Regions from separate parts of the Sus scrofa genome. Here region 2 is linked to region 1. The links are chromatin contacts, called in public Hi-C maps. All regions are on one chromosome and are shown on one strand. Each heading gives the region's core, a stretch centred on a gene start, on an enhancer-like site or on the middle of the called end of the contact. The rest is flanking DNA. Distances are from core to core; before and after follow the strand shown.

What was found. A called contact is a pair of places that touch in the nucleus more often than the background predicts.
Region 2: a Hi-C map of liver shows a contact between it and region 1, with 2.4 times the contacts expected there. The contact joins two enhancer-like sites. A contact is called at or near these places in 1 of 47 Hi-C or Micro-C datasets (liver) and 1 of 2 datasets of contacts at active chromatin or transcription factors (alveolar macrophages).

What each region holds. Positions count from the first base shown.
Region 1 is chr2:59,292,321-59,297,044 of Sscrofa11.1, forward strand. All of the region lies in intron 1 of ELL (RNA polymerase II elongation factor ELL), which reads left to right. Among named protein-coding and RNA genes, the nearest start is that of ELL, 18 kb to the left of the region's middle. Within about 2 kb of position 2,456, at least 39 of the 83 cell types and tissues checked have an H3K27ac peak or open chromatin away from gene starts, as enhancers often do. A contact at or near this core is called in alveolar macrophages and liver, where this site is marked.
Region 2 is chr2:59,422,833-59,427,556 of Sscrofa11.1, forward strand. No RefSeq gene overlaps it. Among named protein-coding and RNA genes, the nearest start is that of GDF15, 14 kb to the left of the region's middle. Within about 2 kb of position 2,124, at least 30 of the 83 cell types and tissues checked have an H3K27ac peak or open chromatin away from gene starts, as enhancers often do. A contact at or near this core is called in alveolar macrophages and liver, where this site is marked.

The DNA of each region.
Region 1 (4,724 bases), core at 1,206-3,705:
GGAGCAGATGACAGGAAGGGCAGGGAGAACAGGTGTGGCCCTGCCCTGGATGAGAAGCTGTGGTCAAGTGGAGATGACAGTGATGGTGCAGAAGCCTGGGCCCAGTCAACCCCAAGTGTCTAAGTTGAGAGAGTCAGTAAGTACCTGGGGTGGTCCAGAGAACCTGTGGGGAGGGGGCAAGCAGTAGGGGCTGAGGGCCAGTAAAGGGTGGGAATGTGTTTGATGTGGGATCAACCTAGGTAGAGCAGTTCTTTGTCACCCTTACCACTTCCTGGCCCTCTCAGAGGCAAGACCTGTGCTCCCCACTCCTGCTAAAACCAAACAGAGGCCCCAAGGTCATGTGGCAGGGAGGGTCTGGGCTCTCCCTGCAGGTACCTGAGGCTGCTCATCTCTTTCTGGTTATGAGTTTAGATGGGGCAGAATCTCCTCTGCTTTTGTGAGTTTAGCTGTTGGTGTCCCATGTTGAATCACAGGGGGACCGTTTATGAAAATGGGCTTTCTTCCAGGTGGGAAGCAGCCTGGAGGCCCCCAGGATCAGGCTCTGACCTTTTTGGGGTGCTGGGCAAGTGGGGGCTGAGGTTCAGCATTTAGGACCTCCAGTACCACTGTACCTGCTCCTGCCTTTGACTTAACCTCAAGGCTTTTGTGAAGGTGCATGGGAAGGAGGAGGAGCTGTGTTTTTTTTTCTGGACCCTGTGGGCAGATGCAGCCTACTTGTCCTGGGGGGCCTCCAGCAAGGGAAGTTATGCCTCCTTTCTCTCTTGCTTCTGCCTCCCTTCCTCCTGTATGGGTGTGTGTGTGTGTGTGTGTGTGTGTGTGTGCGCGCACTCTTGCATGCACGTGCATGTCTGCGTGCGTGTGCAAATGCCCTGGGCCCCACTTTGGTTCAGGGGAGGTTTCCTTGATTCAGGAGAGGCTGATCTAAGGGAAGCCCTGGTTGGGGTGGTCACCCTGTTATGCTGCCCTTCTTGGTGAGGGTGGTGTCTCTGGGACCCAGAGGGTTCAGGGTGACCTTGCCTTCTGCTAGTGCCCTGAGGAGGGTAAGTGGGTCAGGTGGTTCATTTATCCTTTTCCCCTTTTTTTTTTTAAGGGCCACACCTGAGGCATATGGAAGTTCCCAGGCCAGTGGTCTAATCGGAGCTACAGCTGCTGGCCTACGCCACAGCCACAGCAACACCAGATCCAAGCCATGTCTGCGACCTACACCACAGCTCACAGCAATGCCGGATCCTTAACCTACTGAGTGGGGCCAGGGATTGAACCCATATCCTCAAGGATACTAGTTGGATTCATTTCCGCTGTGCCATGACAGGAACACCCTCCCTTTTTAAAAACAGTGACTTTTTGGGGAAATTCAGATTCCTGCTGTGGATCACGTGGTTCTCCCCACATCTGGAGGGAGTGATTTAAGTGTCCCGGTACAACATTTCCCGCAAGGGAACACCCACTGAATCAAGTCAGTACAGCTGGGTTCACAGGGGCTAGAGCAGGGGCAAGCTCATCTTGGCCTTGCCCTTGATGATGGGTCCCTCCTTACCATGTTCTCAAGGTCCTGACAGTGAGCCTGTGCTGTGTCCCCCTTCCAGATGCTTCCTTTACTTGTGGGATTAGTGGTAGAGCTCATGAGCCCTCTTTCTGCCCCTGAAGAAGGTAACATCTCTTGTGCCCATTGTAGCTGCCAGCCCCCCAAACTAAGGCCTTGGCAGTTTGCCACCATGTTGAGTGAACAGAATGGATCGGATGAGGCTGCTGATGAAGTGCACTGTTAGGGCCTCTTCCCTTTTTCGGTGTCAACCTTGGAGTATAAAATGAGCCTGTAAACCATGGCCTACAGGCCAAATCTGGCCCCCACCTGTGTTTGTAAGTAGAGCTTTATTGGGACACAGTGGTGTTGTCTATGGCTCCTTTTGCACTCTGAAGGTGGCAGACTGTTTGCAACAGGGACTGGCCCTCAAAAGACTGAGACAGTGACTCTTGTCCTTTTCAGAGAAGCTTGTGGTTGAGTGTCGAGATGGGTGCGTTAGCAGGCTGTGCTCTCCTGGGGCAGAGCTTAGGCCTCGGACCTGTTTCCTGTGCTGTTGTGTGCAGCAGACCTCTTGCCATTATATCTCAGGGTTAGACCGAGACCTGGCAGGGTCTTTTGGGTCTGGCCCCTTCATGTCATAGTTGGGATGGTCCATAGTCAGGTCAGCACAGATTAAATCAAGCCTAAAACCTGAGGGTGTCCACTTTGGAGCTGCCTGCCCTCCCAATTTCATGCAGACTGAATGCTTCCCACCCCTCATGCATCCCTGGTTTTCCCAGGAGCAGCTTTTCTCAGGCAGTATCAAGCCTGGCACAGCTTCCAGTGGGCCTGGTCTTTTTATGTGTGACCTTCTGGTGAACTCTGGAAACAGAGTTGCACAGCCTGAGTGGGAAGGGCCGTGTGCATGTCCCTGTTGGAGCTGGGAGGGTGAGCTTCTGCCTGTGATTCCAGTCAGGCTCTGGCTGAAGTTCCCCTGGTCCCTTGGCCTCAGTCCCAGGGTGTAACAGCAGGGCCAGTTTCATCTTCTGAGGCAGGGCTGTGCCCCTTAAGGGTTCAGTTCATATAGTGTTTTTGAATGTATGTTTCATGGTCTGGTAGCAGTCAGATGACGGTGGTTTCAGATGGCTCCCTTGTTTGGAGACAGTGGGCAGCAAGAGTCTCCCGCTCCCCAGGAGTGAGCTCTCCACAGGCGGGGCTGGGGGCTGGTGCTTGGTGAACTCTTGGAGCTTTGCGTTCTCAGCTCTGGCCCAGTGCCACCTGTAGTTAGATTCTGACATGTGCCGTCTGTAGATGATTTGGAGTTACACACTGGAGAAGGGCTTCTTGGGCAGGCCTCTGCTAAGGGGCTATGGTTTTTGGGTTCTGTTAGCAGAAATGGCATGATTTTGCTGTTCTTATCATTTGGTGGTGTTTCTCCTTTTTTAGAATTGGGTGGGACTGTTGAGCTGTGGCAGGCTGGGCAGGGGGGACGGTGCAAGGGGAGGCCTAAGGGAAGGGTGAGGTCCAGAGCAGGGGATCGTACTGGGGACGTCCCAGGGCAGAGAGACTTCGGGGAGATGTCTGAGGCAGGGGCAGGCCACAGCTAGAAGAATGTGTTCCTTCCTCCCCTGGTTGTACTATTTTTGGTATTGGATGCTCACAGATGTCTGCTCGTTCCAGTGAAATACGCTAAGTTCACAGTGGATCTGGCAAGTGGGACGAGGACAGACAGCCCTGGTTTTCTGTGTCCAGCTTGTCTCCAGCCTGCTGTGGGGAGGGCACAGGCCCATGCCTGCTCCCTTACCCATGCACAGGGTCCTTTTAGTCGAGGGCCTTGTGTGTGGAGCCAACATGACCCGGTGAACTGTGCCAGCTCCTCCCCACTGGAAGTGGAACTTTGTTAAGAAGGATTCTGAAGTGGTGTCTGGCCTAGAGTGAAGGATTAATGGTACGTGGCCCCTGGCCCTCCCTGCTTTTAGCTCTGGCATCTTTGTGAGGAGGGTTATTGAGCAGATGAGGTTAATGATCTCCCAGGTGAGCCTGGGCTCTGAGATTGCAGCCAGTGAATGGAGTTTGCCGGTGGCTGGGTGTGTAGGGTGAGGCTAACCGTCTGTCTGTCAGTGGAGGTTGGACTGATGCCGTGCTGCAAAGACACAAGGTTTTGGATCCCTTTTTCCCCAGGGGTTGAAGGTGATTCACCAGGGTCTGTGCCCCAGAGCCATGGCTCTGATTGCACTTTGTCCTGAGATCTTCACATAGCTCCTGCCACCTGCCTCTCCTCTTCCTGCTTTTGTCTCTCATGTGTGAATTCACCAAGGCTTGGAGGCTTTCGTGTGACAGGAATTGCCAAGTGTGTGATCTACTCAGCACGGATCAGCCTCAGTGAGTGGTTGGTCTGAGTGGAAGTGGCACCTGCTTGCATGCCCTCTTCTTGGGGCTCCTGGTGCTCAGCCATTCAAGAGAGAGCACACAGTGGGTGTCCCTCTGCTGCTGCTAAGCTCAGGGTGGGCAAACTTGGAGGTGGTTGAAGCAGGTCATTGGAGGACGCAGGGCCCAGGCTTGGGGCAGGGCAGCAGGATGCCTCACAATGGCTGAACCAAGGCTGGTGTTGTACCAGCATGCAGACCTGGGGAGGCTGCCCACTGCCCTATGTTCATGTGGGTACCCGGCGGGCCTAGGTACAGAGGTTCTGGGTGTCTGAGCTCTGTCCCTCAGACAGCTCAGAGCCAGGGTAGGGAGACTGGCCGTATTGTTTATAAACCCTCACTGATATTGAGTCGACATGGGCTGGGTGGCTGCAGAGTCTGGGGCAGGACACAGGGAGTGGGGAAGAGGGGGGGATGGTTGTGGTGACAGTGGTGCTGCCTTCTGGACTTGTTTGCCCCCCTGCAGAATGGGGTCATCATTCTGTTGTGGGGTCTGTGCCTTCCTTCCATGCTGCAGCCCTTGCTGTCTAGTAGAATAGTCAAGGCCTGAGGTGTCTCTGAAAGGTAGGCATTTGCTCCTCTGTTGAGCTATGGGCTCCTGGGTGCAGGTATCATAGAGCCCTGGCCAGCCAGCTTCTCTGGTGTCTAAGTTTATAGGGTCTCTCTGGGCCCCCAGAGCCTGTCAATTGGACAGGTTAGTGGCAGGGCTTGACAGCGGCCATACAGGGCCTTGAAGAGTGGGCAGGTTCCAGTGTAACATTTCTCGTGACAGTGTTAGGGGTGGGGAGTGGGGA
Region 2 (4,724 bases), core at 874-3,373, 130 kb after region 1:
TCTAGAAAAGGCAAAAAGACAAAAAAAAAAAAAAAAAAAAAAAAAAAAGGATATGTCTTAGGAGTTCCCGTCATGGCTCGACAGAAACGAATCTGACTAGGAACCATGGGGTTGTGGGTTCGATCCCTGCCCTCAATCAGTGGGTTGAGAATCCAGTGTTGCCAAGAGCTATGGGATAGGTCATAGACATGGCTTAGATCCCACATTACTGTGGCTGTGTCTGACAGCTGTAGCTCCAATTCAACCCCTAGCCTGGGAACCTCCATATGCCATGGATGTGGCCCTAAGAAGCAAAAAAAAAAAAGAAAAAAAAAAATAGATATGACTTCAAGGCATTCTCTTGTGACACAGTGGGTTAACAATCCAGCGTTGTTACTGCAGCAACTTGGGTTGCTTCTGTGGCTCGAGTTTGATCTCTGGCCTGGGAACTTCCACATGCCACGAGTGCAGCCAAAAAAACCCACAAAAACCCTAGGCGTTTCCGTCATGGCTCAACAGTTAACGAACCCAACTAGTATCCATGAGGTCTTGGGTTTGATCCCTGGCCTCGCTCAGTGGGTTAAGGATCTGGCGTTTTTGTGAGCTGTGGTGTAGGTCGCAGACATGGCTCGGATCCCCCTTTACTGTGGCTACAATTCCGATTGGACCCCTAGCCTGGGTACCTCCTCATGCCACAGGTGTGGCCCTAAAAGACAAAAAGACAAACAAACAAACATAAAACCAACATACAACTTACAGAAAGCCAAAAGGACTAATCTTAGGTGTTAAGTTCAATGACATTGCACATAACCCCTTCCCAAATGAAGCTCCAGAGCATTCTCAGCCCCACACCTGTCCCATCATTCCTCCTACCTCTGGATTAACAGCTGTGCTTACCTGTTACTATGGCTAATTTTGGTACAGAACCGGCCAGCACATCCCCTTTTCTGTCTGCTGACTTTCACTCACCACCATGTCTATGAATTGCTGTGTTCATCTGTTGTGTGGGTCTTTCTTTTTCATTGCTATATAGTATTCTACTGTGCATGTCTGGGTGTGGAACTGCTGACTCATGAGTGGGTGTCTGTTACTTTACAAGTAGGACCAGTCATTAGATCATTTTATTCCTGGAACTTCTCAAGGGGGACAAAGCTCATGGGTGATCCCTGGAAACAGGAAAGGGTGACATTAGCTCCAGGGCGATTTCCACTTCACCAGACTCTGGCATGCTGGCAGCTGGGCTGATCTGGCTCCCCTTCACAGCACATTAGCTGATGACCTCATAGTCAGCCCCGTGGCCAAACTGGGAGGAGCGATGGGGCAGGCTGTGGGCATCCAGCCAGCAATGAGCTTAGTGGGCCGGGACCATGCATTCCTCAAGTCCTGCAGGCCAAGTCGGGGCAGAGGTAAACAGAACATGGAGGCCAGGGGTCAAGCTGTTCCCTCCACTTGGCTCAGCCCCAAACCTCCCAAAATGTTTCTTACCGATTACTGTTGGCTGGAGGCACCCTCATCAAACACACAAGTAAATACCCACTTCTGTGGTTTGTTTCTCGTGATTCAAGGCAAACATGGTCATGACGTCAGATCCGGACATGGTGAAAAAAATCAGGTTATTTAAAAATCTATGAGTTCAGTGGACAAGGAGAATTGCTGTCCTATTGCTGTGAACATCCCTCTAGGTCAGTATGCCTCTGTGTTGTAGACAGGGGTCCCTAGCCAGCCTGGGTTCAAATCCTGGCTTAGTTCTTGAGAGGCCAAGCAGATTTGGGAAGTATTACTAACTTCTTCAAAACTCAGTTTCTCAGTATTAGTATGAAGCTTGATTGTAACTACAATCGCAATGTTGTAGAACTCATTTCTATTACTATTATGAGTGGTTGGCCAATAAAATCTCAGTTTCAGCCAGAGTTAGGCTCAGACAGGCCAGGGCAAGTCTGCTTAGAAAGAATGGCCCCCACTGGCAATCTCCTATTTATCTCTTAAACCCCACCTTTGATGCCCCATCTTCCAGTAAAGACTTCCTTGCTCTCTTCTCTGTTGCCCTCAAGCTGAGGGGCCTTCCTCTGGCCCCACCTTGACCACACAGGGCTAGAGCATCCAAGTCTGGGTCTGTGCCCTGCCAGACCATGGCCTTCCCAAGGACCAAATTCCAGTGTCCCTATATCAGTGTCCTGTGGCTGCTGTTAACACATTGCTGTAGACTAGGTGACTTAAAACAACAGGAATTTATTCTCTCACAGTTCTGGTGTCCGGAATTTTGAAATCAAGGGTCAGCAGGGCTGTGTCCTCTCTGAAGTCTTAGGGGAGGAGGCTTCCTGGCCTCTTCCAGCTTCTAGTGGCCCCAGATGTTCCTTGGCCTGTGGCTCCATCACTTAAGTCTGTGCCTCTGATTTCCCATTTCTTTCTCCCTTTCTCTGTCTATCTCTCCTGTTTTTATTTTTCTTTTTTTGTTTTTTTTCTTTTTATTTATTTATTTTTTGTTTGTTTTTTAGGGCCACACTGCAGCATATGGAAGTTCCCAGCCTAAGGGTCAAATGGGAGCTACAGCTGATGGCCTACATCACATCCACAGCAACTCAGGATCCTAGCCATGTCTGCAACCTACACTGCAGCTCACAGCAACACTAGACCCCCAAACCACTGATCGAGGCCAGGGATCGAACCCAATCCTCATGATACTAGTTGGATTTGTTTCTGCTGCACCACAGTGGGAACTCCCTCTTTTTTTTTCTTTTTATAGCTGCACCTGCAACATATAGAAGTTCCTGGGCTAGGGATTGAATCAGAGCCTATGCCACAGCCACAGCAACACTGAATCCAAGCCTCATCTGCAACCTACACCATAGGCTTGTGCAATGCCAGATCCTTAACCCACTGAGCAAAGCCAGGGATGGAACCTGCATCCTCATGGATACTAGTCAGCTTCTTAACCTGCTGAGTCACAACTGGAACTCTTATTTCTTCTGTTTTTATATTTAGGGTCTATTGTAAATCCAGAACAATTTTATCCCAAGATCTTTGTCATTACATCAAACTTAACTGTATCTGCATAGGCCCTTTTCTGAAATAAAGTCAAATTCCCAGGGACTGAGGGATAGGTATCAGTTCATCAAGGTAGGTCTGGTTCAGAGAAGGGCCATGAAAACTCCCTGAGAGACATCACAATAGTGAATGGTGGTGATGGTTTGGGGAGACATCTACTTCTGCAGCAGAGTGTAGAGCAAAGAAATAAATACCAGGGGAAGAAAGTTTGAATGTCTACTGCACCAAACCAAATGAGGGTTGGATCATCCTAAGCACAGCAAAGCCAATCTACTGACACCAGGTTGTGATGAAGGAAAGTACAGCGTTTATTGCAGGACTCCAAGCAAAGGAGTGGGAGACAAGGCTCTGATCCACTTCACCTTGGTCTTTGAGTGAGGGTTTTTTTCTTTTTTCTTTTTTCTTTTTAAGGGGAAGAACAAAGAGATTAATCATCTTGTAATCTTGCTGTGACATTTTTTTTTCTTTTCTTTTTATGGCCTCACTATGGCATAAGGAATTTCTTAGGCTAGGGGTTGAATCACAGCCATAGCAATGCCAGATCCAAGCCAAATCTGTGACCTATGCCACAGCTTGTGGCAACAATGGATTCTTAACCCACTGAGCAAGGCCAGGTATCGAACCTGCATCCTTACAGACAGTACATTGGTTAACCTGCTAAGCCACAACAGGAACTCCTCTTTTTATTAAAAAAAAAATTATAGTTGAGTTACAATTATGCCAATTTCTGCTGTACAGCAAAGTGACCCAGGGCTGTGACATTTCTTAATCACAGTTCCAGGTATCAGAATGGCCCTGGTTTACAATTCTCTGGCCAGGTGGTCCATGGCTCCAGGGTCTGTGAGCTTATCTTGCCCTGGGGAAACAACCTGCGCTCCTATGTTAGCGATGTTATCTTCAATTTTAGTACATTAATGATGTTATCAACATCAACAATTTTAATCATCTGACTCTGGTTGATCAGTTGTTCAGTTAGCCCAGGATGGAGGTCAGAAGGGACATGAAAGGGAATAAAGTTTGGGATAGAGTGGTTGATCATAAACTGGGTAAGGGAACTGGGTTTTAGTGGGGCTTAGTTTCATGACTGTGTGTCTGGCAGGTAAGACATCATCCTTATGAGACCTGATGAGGTGGGCTCCTTACCTCCATTTCACAAGTGACAAACTGAGGCCAGAGAAGTGGGTGTGCCATGGCCAGAAGCCAGTGAGGCTGGGCTTGGAGCCCCAGGTGGGAAGCTCTGTCTCCCGCAGAGCCTCTAAAATGAGGGGATATATCTGCCCTGAGATGTAGCAGGGAAGGAAGAAGAATTCTCTCTACCCTTCTGAGTTCTTGTCTGAGACCTGCCCCCCAGTAATAAAAGACAGACTAACAAGAGAAAAATAGAAATTTGACATGCATACCTCCTGTAAATATGGGCGATGAAGAGGGAAACTGAGTTAACCTCCCCAAAATGGCCCAAGCCACTGCTTTCAATACCATCTTCAGCTAAAGACAAAAAGAAGGACATTGGAATGGGGGTTGTTGAGGCCAGTTCTGGGAGGCAACCAGGAAAAGCATGGTAAACAAGGGCGAGATTTGTTGTGCATATTTTAATTTATGCTTATTTTCCCCCTCTTTTTTGTACGGCCACACCTGCACCTGCGGCATGTGGAAGTTCTTGAGCTAGGGGTCAATTCAGAGCTGCAGTTGAGGCCTATCCC